Regions from separate parts of the Zea mays genome. Here region 2 is linked to region 1. A link is a contact called in public Hi-C data. All regions are on one chromosome and are shown on one strand. The core of a region is the stretch at or near the end of the contact, and the rest is flanking DNA. Distances in the headings are between cores, read along the strand shown.

Region 1 (7,154 bases), core at 3,655-6,154:
CCAAGGTTGGTGATGGTGAGGCCACTAAATTCTGGACAGATCGTTGGCTGCACGGTTGCACTGTAGGTGAGCTGGCCCCTAATCTTATTCAGGTAATTCCTAAACGAGCAAGGAGACAACGCACTGTTTCTCAAGCTTTGGGCAGCAGGTCTTGGACTGCTGATATCCAGGGTGCCCTCACTGTACAGGTGCTTGTCGAATACCTGAAGCTCTAGGAAGTAGTTGATTTTACCTTGCAGCCTGCAGTTTCAGATCAGCACATATGGAAGATTACAAATTCAGGGCTGTACACTAGTCAATCTGCTTACAACGCCTTCTTTTTGGGTTCAGTTAAGTTTGCACCTTGGAAAAAGATTTGGAAAACATGGGCCCCTCTTCGATGCAAGTTCTTCATTTGGTTAGCAATCAAGAACAGGTGTTGGACAGCAGATCGCCTGTCAAAACATGGGCTGCCGCACCACTGTCTTTGCCTCCTTTGTGATCAGGATGTGGAGAATATAAAGCACATTCTTGTGTCTTGCGTCTTCTCCCGAGAGGTTTGGACCAAAATCCTTCTGTGTGTTGATCTGCAGGCAGTTGCTCCCCAACCTGATGTGAGAACTTTCTCTGCCTGGTGGTATTGGGCAGCCAGCAGTTTGCCAAAGGAGAAGAGGAAAGGGTTTAATTCCATAGTCATCCTTGTGGCCTGAATGGCTGGACTCTTTGGAAGCATGGGAATGTGTGTGTTTACGGGTCTTAATACTAGTGTCCCCTTAGTCTGCCAAGAAGTTGGTAACGAGAGCGAGCTCTGTTGTCTTGCCGATAACACGGCACTCAAGGAGCTGCTCGGTGGAGAGCGAAGGCTAGGCGCCTAAGTTTGTCCTGTAGGGTCGTTGGTTTGTCCTTGCGCGTGGCGCGCTTGTACTCTAGAGTGATGGTGTGGTGAGGGGCATACCTCATGCCTCCCCTCATGTGTTGTACTGTTATCTTTCTTTCTTAATGAAATGTCATGCAGCTCTCCTGCGCCGTTCGAGAAAAAAAAAGTAGAAGTACTACAAAAGTTTATACTTTACAGCTGCAAGACAGTTGCTGCAGCAGCACATGGAACATGCGACTCACATTTTGCATCATTCATAGTGATACAAACACAGCTTAATACTGTGTTCAGTAACCAACCCAGGTTCATCTCCTCCATATTTCAGAAATATGTTGTGGCAGGGAAGATCTCAACATTCCAATCTGTCTTTTTCTTACCATGCACAGTTTAGGCCAATGAGTGTTTTAAACTAAAATATACTGTTGTGGTCTGACCAGTAAGGTTAGATTTGAGAACATCATCATCCATAAACACTCTCCACAATAGTAATATGCATTGCAAATTACATGGTAAATAGGATAACAGAACATCAACATATAAATAGCAAGACGAGGCAGAAACTCCATATCATCTGAGTACCACTAGAGTCTTGCACTTGAATGTATGGACTATCCATAAACACTCTTCAAATTATTAATCAATTTATTCAATTCCGTCACAAAAAGGAAAAATATCTTCTTGAGTAATCTGTTCTGAACTGCTAATCTGGAGCACATGGAAGAAGTTCATCACACAAGTTAAATGTCTTACCATTATCCCATGTTTGGACGAAGTTGTAGTAAGAATCCTCTGTTAGAAGTTCCTTGCTAACACGTGGCTCAACAAAGATGTTTATATTTTTATGCTCCCTAAGCCATCTGCAGAAAAATAATTAAAAAAACTTTTAGTGGCATGTGCACAATATACAGGTTACCTGTGCAGTAGCATATAACCCATGTAAGTTGCGATTCATGATGCACAAAAACATATCAAAGGTGCTGATTTCTAAAAATGTTAACTTATGTCATCAAAGACAAGTGGTTGGTTCTCATATGGTATAGTGTGGCTAGGGATGGCAACGGGTCGGATTCGGATCGGATATTGGAAATATCCGCCTGCAGCAATATCCATGGTCATAGATAATATCCGACCGCACAAAGAATTAATCCGTGGATTTGGATATCCGTAGTGGTGGTGCAAAGCAGATAAAAGAACACACCTGATCATTTCAGCACAAAGAACACGAACAGAGTTGGAATTCGGTTTGGTTATGAAAAGCACTGTTTGTGGTGGCGATTCCCATTTCAGTAAGATCTGGAGGCAAAGTATTTGTCATCATTGAAAGAGAGAGGAGCAAAAGTGATTAAAAATTTCTAGAATTATCTGCCATTCCAAAATGAATTGAACAGGACAAATGAACCAACCTGCTTATTGCTTCGTTCTGCGGTTGTTATATCACCTTTTTCAAAGGACACAAAATCATGCTTATGTTGTCCATTTTTATCCCCATTACATCCCCATGAAAGTTTAAATGATGCCTTTCTCCCCACCACCTTGTGATTAGATCTTGGGATAGGCCCAGGAACTTCGTCCTGGAGAATCTCATGTGCACATATACCATGCTTTCCGCAACATCCTAATTGATCAGATGTAGGTGTCTCCAGGGTTAGTTGGCTGACCAGTTTGTCTAAGTCATTATTGATACAACTGCTGTAGCCTGCACAAGATAGAATTCCAGTTGCTTAAGAGGCACAAAGAGTATAGATGCTGAACACGGTAATATAGTATTCCATGATGCAATATGTGTGCCAAATTTTAAATTTTGAGATCCATCCAATCAGGGGCGATTCTAGGGAGGGGCACAGGGGGGCAATGTCCCCCCTAATCTTCTACAAATTCCATAGAAGCTACTAATTTTTTTAGCTAATCACCATATAAATAATGTAAAATACCTCTTAACAGCCCCCCTCAATCTAATTTGTCCCTCTCAATCTTAAATGCTGGCTTCGCCCCTGCATCCAATGGTGCTATGATAAGCCCCACACACCCTCAAGTCACGCCTATGAGCAGTATGTTGAACATCGCAGGGGCCAGAGCCTAAAGTTTGCTAAACCAACCACACTCCTTGTCGCATGGGCCTATGCACGTGTGTAGCAACCTGCTTGGAATTTTGTGGTCGCTTCACTGACTAAACCATCAAATGGAAAAGATAGATATGAACTTGAAGCGATAGTTGATGGATTGCTCAAGTTATGAGATTGTTTCACTAAAAGTAAAATTATCAATAGCAAATGCATATCTTACCTTTGATTTTACTCCGATGCTTGTGCGCTGTCTCTAATTCATACTTACGTTTCCACTCCGCTGCCTCTGCTTGAGCAGCAGCCTTCCCTTCAGCCACTCGTCGTAAGGCTTTTGCAACAGCTTCAAATTCACATAAATTTATACCAATTGTTATTTTAATAGTAAAAGGAAGGTTGCACATGTCTGTATTTCTGCAGTACATTTTAGGCTTCATTCAAAGTACAAAATATGTCTATCCTTACTTCTCATAGCCTCCGAAAACTCAACAAGATGTGCATCAGTTGACCTGACAGGAGTTTGAGCAAGAAATTCATATGCTGCCCTCTCTGATTCTAGTGAACTAACAGTAGAGATAGATCCATTTTCACTTTGATGTGAGGCCGCGACATCTACATTTACACTCTCGTCAGAAACCTGAAATAGAAGCAGGTCTGTCAGCGTGAGTGCAGGACAATAGGGCATCTGATGGTTGTTAAAAAAATGTCTCTCCTTTCATTGTGAATGTATCAACTGCACCAGAAATAAACATATCCAGCCGTTTAAGATTGCAATGAAGCCAATGATGACATATGCAGCTTAGTTTAGATTCACAGACAAAGTGTTGTGAGGTTTTCAGATAAATTCAGACTTAAACCCACCAAACTTTTGAACTCCATAAACAATACCCAATAAAAATGCTGATCGATTTATGTAACTCAGAGCTTAAATAGGCTCAAACTGCAAAATGATGCAATGTTAAACTTGCAATTTGTTAGCCTTTCCACAGGTAAGGTAACCAAGCGATTTTGCCTCGTATTTTCATGTGTGACTCGGATTTGCAATTAGTGTGACTTTCTAGCTGATTAAATCACAAATTCAAGTTTCGTATACTACTCAAATGTCTGTACTAGATACGTTTTTTTAAACAAATATACACTGGAACACCGGAATAAATCTTTCACCCACAAAATGGGGAAAGGAGGTCGAGCCCATTGGCATTTCTGGTCCAGGAAATCCCCGAGCCGGAGCTTGCAAGATATAGTTACTTAAAACACCTGTACGACAAAAACAGAAGCCGTGAAACTCAAGGACACTCCAGTTAGTTACTTGGGTGCCGTTACTTATTACGCAATCGCACGACGAAGAACAAAAACTACGACTACGAGCGAGACGAACCCAAAGCGGGCACACATTCCTTAACGCCATTCTATACAAGTCTGGACGTACCGAGTGGACCAATGATCTGATGCTCGGAAGAGTTGGGAGCGGAATCGGCGAAGGACTGAGGCTCCGGAACTTGGAATCCGACGGCGCGAGCTGAACTTCCTCGGAGGACGACGGCCCCTGCCACGCGGAAACCACGCATTCACCATAACCAGCTAAACCAAGCATTCCGTCGATCTCAGAATTCAAACTAGCTCGCGAAATTCGGACTCCCAGGGGGAGGAGGCGCTTACTTTGTCGGCGAGCTCGTCGAGCGGCATGGCGGCGCGATCCGAATCCGCTTCGCGTCCTCGCCGTCGCAGAAACCAACCCCCTGTACTGCTCTTGGCCCCCGGTTCCGGGGCTTGGGTGGGCAATTGCACTTGGTCTCCGATTCGCAAGGGGGGAGAAGAAGAAGAGAAGGGGTAGGAGGTGGTTGTGGTGCGAGGCGCCGAGGCCGGTGTGAGGAGCACCACCTCTGCCCCGCCCCGGCGCGGCTATTTAGGATCCTGCTTTGACGCCGACGGGTGCTCGCCGGTGGGCCCCAGCTGCAGTGGGACGGCCGGGTTCCGGCTGACGCGTGCCGGGAAGGGAGCGGCATGGCGTGCGGAGCCTTCGTGGTTCACTGGTTCCTGCCGGGGTCCACCACGCTTCCCATTTCCTTTTTTCCCCGGTTTGGGGATTATTAATTAAATCGATCTAACTATATCCGCCCCCCTCCAACTTGTGGGGAGACAATGGGAGAAAGAAACTTAGGGCTTTGGAAGTTAATTATTTTTACAGTTCCTATGCAATACTATATTTTTAAATAATACTATAATATTTTATACCATAAGATGTTTGGTTATATTCTTGAAAACTATATTTTCAAAAACATGGTATTCTAGATAATGTGGTATTTTTGGAGTATTGGAAACTCCGCTCCAACCCAAAGTTTTTCATGGATGGCTAGATTTTGTCTAATACCATGACTTACAATGTTGTATCCAAACAATGTTTCTCAAACCATGGTATTTTTGGAGTAAAATACTACGGTATTGTCATTAACAATTGCAAAATATAGTATTGTAGAACCATGTTTTTTAGAAACATTGTTGCCAAACAAGTCCTTAGACTCTTTTTGATTGGGATTCTCTAAGAGCTTTTTGAAAAAAAAATCTACTAAAGGGGTTTTTTATGAGCTCTTTCTAGAAAAGAGAGATGATCTCCTTCAAAAAAATCAACGAGAGCTAGGAGCTAGAAAAAAGCTTCTGAAAGTCGCCTAGAGGGGGATGAATAGGGCGAATCTGAAATTTATAAACTTAAGCGCAACTACAAGCCGGGTTAGCGTTAGAAATAGAAACGAGTCCGAGAGAGAGGGCGCAAAACAAATCGTGAGCGAATAAAGAGCGAGACATGATGATTTGTTTTACCGAGGTTCGGTTTTTGCAAACCTACTCCCCGTTGAGGTGGTCACGAAGACCAGGTCTCTTTCAACCCTTTCCCTCTCTCAAACGGTCACTTAGACCGAGTGAGCTTCTCTTCTCAATCAAACGGAACACGAAGTTCCCGCAAGGACCACCACACAATTGGTGTCTCTTGCCTTGGTTACAATTGAATATGATCACAAGAAAGAATGAGAAAGAAAAGAAGCGATCCAAGCACAAGAGCTCAAATGAACACAAATGTCACTCTCTCTAGTCACTATTTGATTTGGAGTGATTCCGGACTTGGGGGAGGATTTGATCTCTTTGGGGTGTCTAGAATTGAATGCTATAGCTCTTGTAATGTGTTGAAGGTTGGAAACTTGGATGCTATTGAATGTGGGGTGGTTGGGCTATTTATAGCCCCAACCACAAAAAATGGTCGTTGGAAGGCTGTTGTCGCATGGCGCACCGAACAGTCCGGTGCGACACTGTCCGGTGCGCCAGCCACGTCAGCAGACCGTTGGGGTTCGACCGTTTGAGCTCTGACTTGTGGGCCCTCTGGGCTGTCCGGTGCGCCAACTACGCGTGCTCTGACTCTGGCGCGCACTGTAGCGCATTGAATGCGGTTGCAGTCGACTGTTGCGCGCGAAGTAGCCGTTGCTCCGCTGGCACACCGGACAGTCCGGTGCTTCACCGGACAGTCCGGTGAATTATAGCGGAGCGCCCTCTGAATTTCCCGAAGGTAGCGAGTTCAGCGTCGAGTGCCCTGGTGCACCGGACACTGTCCGGTGCGCCAGACCAGGGTGCCTTTGGGTTGTCTTTTGCTCTCTTTGTTTGAACCCTTTCTTGGTCTTTTTATTGGCTTATTGTGAACCTTTGGCACCTGTAAAACTTATAGACTAGAGCAAACTAGTTAGTCAAATTATTTGTGTTGGGCAATTCAACCACCAAAATCAATTAGAAAAAAGGTGTAAGCCTAATTCCCTTTCAGCTTCTACAAACTTCTCTCCCATGTTTTTCTCTTCATCGAACCCACGTCGCACGAGAGGTTGTGTTTCCAACCAAATAGGATGCTCTTTCTGAAGCTCTTCTTGAAAATAACCCGATAGTTGTTTTCTAGAGAAGGCAGAGCTAGAGCTAGCAGAGGTAGAGCCCTACCAAAGGGGGCCTTAATTGGGGCATAGGGGTGACAATTGGCTCTAAATTTTACATTTTAAAATTTAAGGATCAGATCAAATTAGGATCAAGCTCTATTTCTATTCATTTTTGAACTAAAATTAATTTAGGGCCCAAACAAATTGTGAAGAAATATTTGGATCGTGGGCATCATACACCTCATTTAAAATCTACTAAGGGGGTGTTTGGTTTCCCAGTAAAGTTTAATTCATGTCACGTCGAATATTTGAATATTAAGTATAAGTATGACA
Region 2 (6,209 bases), core at 2,763-5,262, 330 kb after region 1:
GGGCAATTCAACCACCAAAATCATTTAGGAAAAGGTTTGAGCCTATTTCCCTTTCAGTATTCTGCAACAAGCAAGATGAGCATGGTGTGGTGACAAGGAACAAAGCCCGACTTGTGGCCAAGGGTTATTCACAAGTCGAAGGTTTGGATTTTGATGAAACTTATGCACCCATAGCTAGGATTGAGTCAATTCGCATATTACTTGCCTATGCTACTTACCATGGCTTCAAGCTTTACCAAATGGACGTGAAAAGTGCCTTCCTCAATGGACCAATCAAGGAAGAGGTCTATGTTGAGCAACCTCCCAGCTTTGAAGATAGTGAGTACCCTAGCCATGTCTATAAACTCTCAAAGGCGCTCTATGGGCTTAAGCAAGCACCAAGAGCATGTTATGAATGCCTGCGAGATTTCCTTATCACTAATGGCTCCGATATTAATTGATAGTCACAACTTAAAACGAAAACTTGATCCAATTAAGTACTAGTGTAAAAACTAGATAAAAAATAGAGTGAAAAGGTAGAGAGAAGTTCTTTCACTTGATTGCTCTCACAAGATAGTGGAATAAACTTATAGCAATATTGCAAGATAACTTAAGAAATTAGAGAAAGAGAGGAAGAGTAAAATCGCAAAGAAAGTAAATGCACAAGAGAGACAAGTGGTTTTATGTCGTGGTTCAGCCAAGCCTGAAATGCTTGCCTACATCCACGTTGTGGTGTCCTAATGGGCGATTGTTCACTGTGGCTAGATTGAAGCCATTCGGACTGTTGCAGCTGCAATCCATGCAAACAAAATACTGTAGTTAAATTAGAAGTCGGTGGATTAAAGCCGCAATGAATAGGCTGAAGGGTTGCACTCAACCCCTTTCAAGCGATCCTATGATCAACTTGAGTGCCACGGTATTTCTTATCACAATATCAATCCCCTCGCTATGAATCTCCACAAGTTGGAGTCTCTTGCAGCCGTACACAGTTTAATAGAGTTACAACTCAGTAACAAGAGGAGGATTATTATCACACATAAGAGCAAACACATAGCAACACAATGCAAGAATGGAGATCACAACACAACACTCTCAAAGAAAGACAAAAATAGCTCAGAACGATAGCTGGATCTCACTAGAATGTCACAAACATGTTGTTGTAGAGTATGGGATATAATATATTGTTATTAGGGTGCTTGGGTGCAAAAGGAGTGGACCAAGGGGTCCCTTTAATAACCCATGGTCGGTCCCTAGCCATTGCTCCTTCCATGTAAAAGTAGTTGAAAATTAGTTCTGCTTGAGGGCACTAGACCGTGAATAGTCGCTCCTTCTCCAGGATCTAACTGGGGCCCTTACATAACTGACGAGCATTGTACTAGTCCGGTGCACCTTCAGACCGGGTGCCCCATCAGCTAATCGTTGGCCAGCACACACCCGCATGAAGTAGCCGTTACAGGCGGTTCAGTGCACCACTCAACCGACTACTGTTCAAGGTTCGGTGATTTTTATAAATAAAAACCCAAGGCTTGACTGTTCAGCCATACAGGCGGTCCGGTGCGCCAGGTCGCTCAAAGCCTGAGTTCTAGGTCTTTTGCATACCCGGTCCGGTGCACCACCGGACTGGTCTGGTGAGGCCTAGAACCATCAAGTAAGGCTCTTTTGAGTCTAACTTCTTCAACCCTCTTTGAACATTCTTGGGAGCTTTTCCATGACTTAGACAAATACCATTAGCACATAAACAAATGAACTAAGTCTAGGGAACTGACCTCTTCCATATGTTTCCACTAGGATTTGCAGTTTAGCTCAAAACAAGCCCAGAAAGCACTTTTATCATAGAATTGAGTAAGATATTAAATCAAAATGATAGAAATATTGTATTAGGCATATGCAACTTCTCTAAGTGATCAAACCTCTTAGTTTTACCATTTTACCCGAAGTTGCCATTTCTAGCCTCTTTTTCTCTTTTGGACTTAACACCTTCAAATTGCATATAAGTGATCCTACGCTCATACTCAAAGTAAACAAGTTAGTCCATGATAATGTGTTGGATACTTAATCACCAAAATAGGTAGAAATGGCTATCTAGCCCATTTCCCTTTCACTTGGCCCCACCGAGCGGTAGGGCCATGCCGCCCTACCACCAAGCGCTAGGTGTCCTAACACACATTTTTAGAGCGACGAGGACCACTCCAAATTATATTTAGGTCTCTTCCGCCCCCATGGGGCGATAGGTACCTATAAATATTTTTTAGAAATTGTGATATAAAATTAAAGCTTTAATTATTTTGAAATAGAATAAGGAGAAAGTTACGCAACACTAGTTCCTGCTCTACGTTCGCCTCCACGTCAACCCGATGTGTTTATAAGTCTCCGCATGCTACATTCATCGCCTACCTTTCCTTATCCCTTCCATGGGCCACATAGGGATGGTAGTTAGGTGGGTAGTACATGGTGTATGGTTCACGAATCCATACCCGCGAGATAAAACCCAACCCATACCCATGCCCATCAGGTATCCACTACCCGACGGATACCAGTTACCCACTGGAGTCAGTCTATGATAGAAGAAGGTTTCAATTGTTGCCAAACTTCTAGGAGGCGACAACAAGGCGATGGTGGTTTCAGTGTACGACAGATGGGGCACACTATGTAATATTGAGGATGGGCGCGTGGTACAACGGGACTCAGAAGGATGGGGACACAACAATGAAGGATGGGCCCGGTGCAGCATGGAGGATGGGGGCACTGGACACAACATGGAGGATGGCGACACATGGTGGAAGATGGGGGCGATCGCATGAGGGTTTGCTTGGGCTCTCATCCATAGCCTATAGGCAGGTTAGGGTTGAATCTTCGAATAGGAATTTGGAATGCCTAAACTATCTAGATGACCCACATGTCAGATACCCATCAGGTGGTAGGTATGGATAGTACATATCCATTCTCTCGAGAAATTTACCCGTGGATACTACATTATACCCATACTCGTACCTATGGGGTAAGAAATTCTATCATATCAATGTGTGACACATAATTACCCACTAGTTAGTTGCTCGTGCATTGCCACTATTTCTATATATCATACGAGTAGACTATTTTAACGAGACACAAAAATATGTGTTCTATTGGTAGGTGGGTGTGAATATGGAGCAAACAACCAAGGTTCAAACAACAATTTGTGCACAATTAGTTTAAACGTGGGTTTAGAGCTAACAACCATGGTTCGAATCCCCATTTATACATAATTTTAGCGTCTTTGTAATTTAAATAAATGTGGGGGCACAACCACGATAAAAACCATGGAATTAGACAAACTGATGCTTTAATATAGTAGATATTAGATGATATAAAGATGGTTATTTACCTATACCAGTACCCACCGCCATCCCTAGGTCCACGCTAAAGGGGCCAAATATAAAGCTATTATAGAAAATACCTAATTTTATTCGTACACCTATATGTACTAGCATATACCTCGTGATAACGCTAAGATCCCACAGAGAGGGATTGACGGTGGCAGCGACGTGAGGGTAGTGGTTGAGTCGGTTGACGGTGGCGGCGTCACGTTTGAGGGGGATGCGAGGAGGCTGTGAGTGAGGGGGCACGGGAGAAGGGGAGGGATGATGAATTAGGAATGACCCAATATTCCAAATAATATTGTTAATTTGATTTAAGTGAGTGTGGGGTGATTTGGTTGGTGTGTTTTAAATTGGATTATATAGGGGTGTTTGAATGTACTAAAACTAATAGTTAGTTGGCTAAAAATTATTAGTGGAATTAGCTAACTAATAAATAGCTATCTAACTATTAATTAATTACTAAAAATAGCCGATAGCTAAACTATTAATAGGGTGTTTGAATGACTCAACTAATTTTAGTCACTAACTATTAACTCATAGTTACTCAATTTAGCCCAAAACAGAGAAAAAAAATCTTTCGAAATCCCAAACCCGCAGGACGGCCCACTAGGCGTCTTGGGCCGTTTGGCCAGAACACGCGGCCACCCAATCCTGCCCAGGTCCCAGGCGCCCCTCACACTCTGCTCATCTCTGCTTCGAACGTTCACGGAGACACGAGGCTGGAGGCTGCAGCGCTAACCCTAGCCGGCGTCGGCGGTGGCGGCCAGCGGGAGGGGAGCTGCCAAACGCCTAACCCTAACGGCTGCAGGCGGCTGGGCGCAAGGCATCCGTGGCCAGCGTGCCGCGCGCACGAGCGGACAGTTGCGGCGGCAGGGGCGCAGGGCGCGACCTCGGCGCGGTGGGCGCGGGCGCACCGCTGAGCAGGCTGTAGGGGGAGGTGGGATTGGATTTTTTTTGACGTGGAAGTTGGAATACTCAAGTTGGAAATTCTGCTCCTCCACTGCCGCCGCCGCTCGCCACGTGCTCGGGTCTAGACTCGTCGGTTTATTCGCCAGGTCTTCGTTGTGCCCTTCGCCGGCGACCAGCACGCACCAGGTAACCCCTCCGCTTGACCTCTTCACTTCCTGCCGCGCGAAACCGAGCACCCGAACCCTAGCTTAATCTATTTAGGTACGAAACCGAGCACCAGAACCCTAGCTTAATCTATTTAGGTACGAAACCGAGCACCAGAACCCTAACTTTTGGGTATGTGTATTTGTATCTGCCTAATTACAAGTTTATATAGGCAACATGTCTTATAATTTCGTTTGTTTTTGCAAAAGTTACTGGGTCACGCATGTCGTCTGCTGCTGCGGTGGACGAGATGGAGCTGGACGGCATTGAGCGGCACCGGGATAAGGAGAGGAGGGAGAGGCATAGGAGGGAGGAGAAGGATCACAATGGCAGTGGAAGAAGGGACAGGGAGAAAGAGAAGGACGACCGGAGAAGGGACAAGGATGATGGCAAGCATAGGGATAGGGATAGAGATAGGGAGAGAGACAGGGATAAGGATAGCAAGTACAGAGACCGGGATAAGGAGCCAGAGCGTGAACGTAACCGTGACCGTGACCGGGGCAAAGATCGGGAGCGGGAACCAGATCGGCAGCGTGACAAGGACCGTAGCAAAGACCGGGATAAAGAAGCAGAGCGTGATAAGGAAAGGGAGCGGAGGGACAGGGATAAGGAGAGAAGCCGCAATAGAGACAAGGACAAGGATAGGACGCAGAGGGAGGATAGGGATCACGAGAAGTCAAGGGTGAAGGGTCGTGGAGAAGACGAAGCAGATTTATCCAAGGGCGACAAGGGGGTTCAGAAGCAGAGAGTTGATGCCTCAGGGGATGCTGAGCAGCCCGCAGCAGATGAGCTCAGAGAGCGCATTGCAAGGTAACTACTTGGTCTTTTCTTCCTCATATGTTTCGATAGTATGTTGAGGAACTGTATGTTGTCATTTGCCTCAGCTTTCTGAATGATAGACAAACAGACACACACACACGCACGCACGCACGCGAAGCATGCGCGCATGAGGCCGTATCCTGTGCAATCTGCTAAGTTGTGCAAGCGTGCAATTACATAATCTAAGCCATCTAATTCATATCTAATGGTGACTGCTAATTTTACGTTTAACCCAGCAAGGATTAAAGAGATGAAGGGTGAGGTGGGAGGGGTTAAACGCAAAATTATCAGTCACCATTAGATTTGCACTAGATTACTTAGATAATGTAATTGCACGCTTGCACAATCTAACAGATTGCATAGGAAACGGCCTCTCTCTCCAGTATTTATGCATAATCAACTAACATTGAAAATACAGCATTACAGCTAAATTTTGTATGATTTATTTTACTTGTTGCGTTCATATGCATAGTCAGGCAAAGTTGTGGCTGATGGCTGTCTCCAGCACATTTAATGCGCATATGAAATGCATTTTGGTTGCAACCAGTCTTGTGTCGTTGTAAACCTGTACAACTTTGAACGTTTCCTAAGGTTCCCACTTCCCAGGTTAGAACACCTTGGAAAATAATGCCTTACTGATTTTGAAGTATGAACAGATAAACCTCTACACTAAAGAACATTGGAAATCTTTATCGTAAAGCATTGAAAACATGCAAATTCAAGGAACATCTTGCAGGGCTTAATACTTTAGGGAACATAAACCTTTGGTAGTGGTGACATGCTACAACTAATTAGCCTTAAATGCCATGTATTTAAATATGGATGGAATATCTGTTAAAGGTTTGTATGCGGTTCCTGAATCAAGTAATATTTGCGTTTCTGTTCAACAAAGTACGGCTAGTATATCATGATTTGGTTCCACTTCCTGTAGGGCAAAGG

The links. Hi-C and Micro-C count contacts between places; a contact is called where the count stands out from the background.
Region 2: a contact with region 1 is called in a Hi-C map of ear, with 3 times the contacts expected there. The contact joins the promoter of LOC100502327 here to the promoter of LOC100285591 in region 1. A contact is called at or near these places in 7 of 25 Hi-C or Micro-C datasets (bundle sheath, ear, endosperm and 2 more).

What each region holds. Positions count from the first base shown.
Region 1 is chr3:149,485,563-149,492,716 of Zm-B73-REFERENCE-NAM-5.0, forward strand. It overlaps LOC100285591 (NAD kinase 1), which reads right to left and starts at 4,905. Exons shown (of 11, transcript NM_001158482.2): 1 at 4,576-4,905; 2 at 4,346-4,462; 3 at 3,382-3,553; 4 at 3,140-3,259; 5 at 2,260-2,552; 6 at 2,055-2,149; 7 at 1,607-1,713. The coding sequence starts at 4,602.
Region 2 is chr3:149,817,029-149,823,237 of Zm-B73-REFERENCE-NAM-5.0, forward strand. It overlaps LOC100502327 (SART-1 family protein DOT2), which reads left to right and starts at 4,013. Exons shown (of 13, transcript NM_001323905.1): 1 at 4,013-4,433; 2 at 4,661-5,261; 3 at 6,202-6,209. The coding sequence starts at 4,675.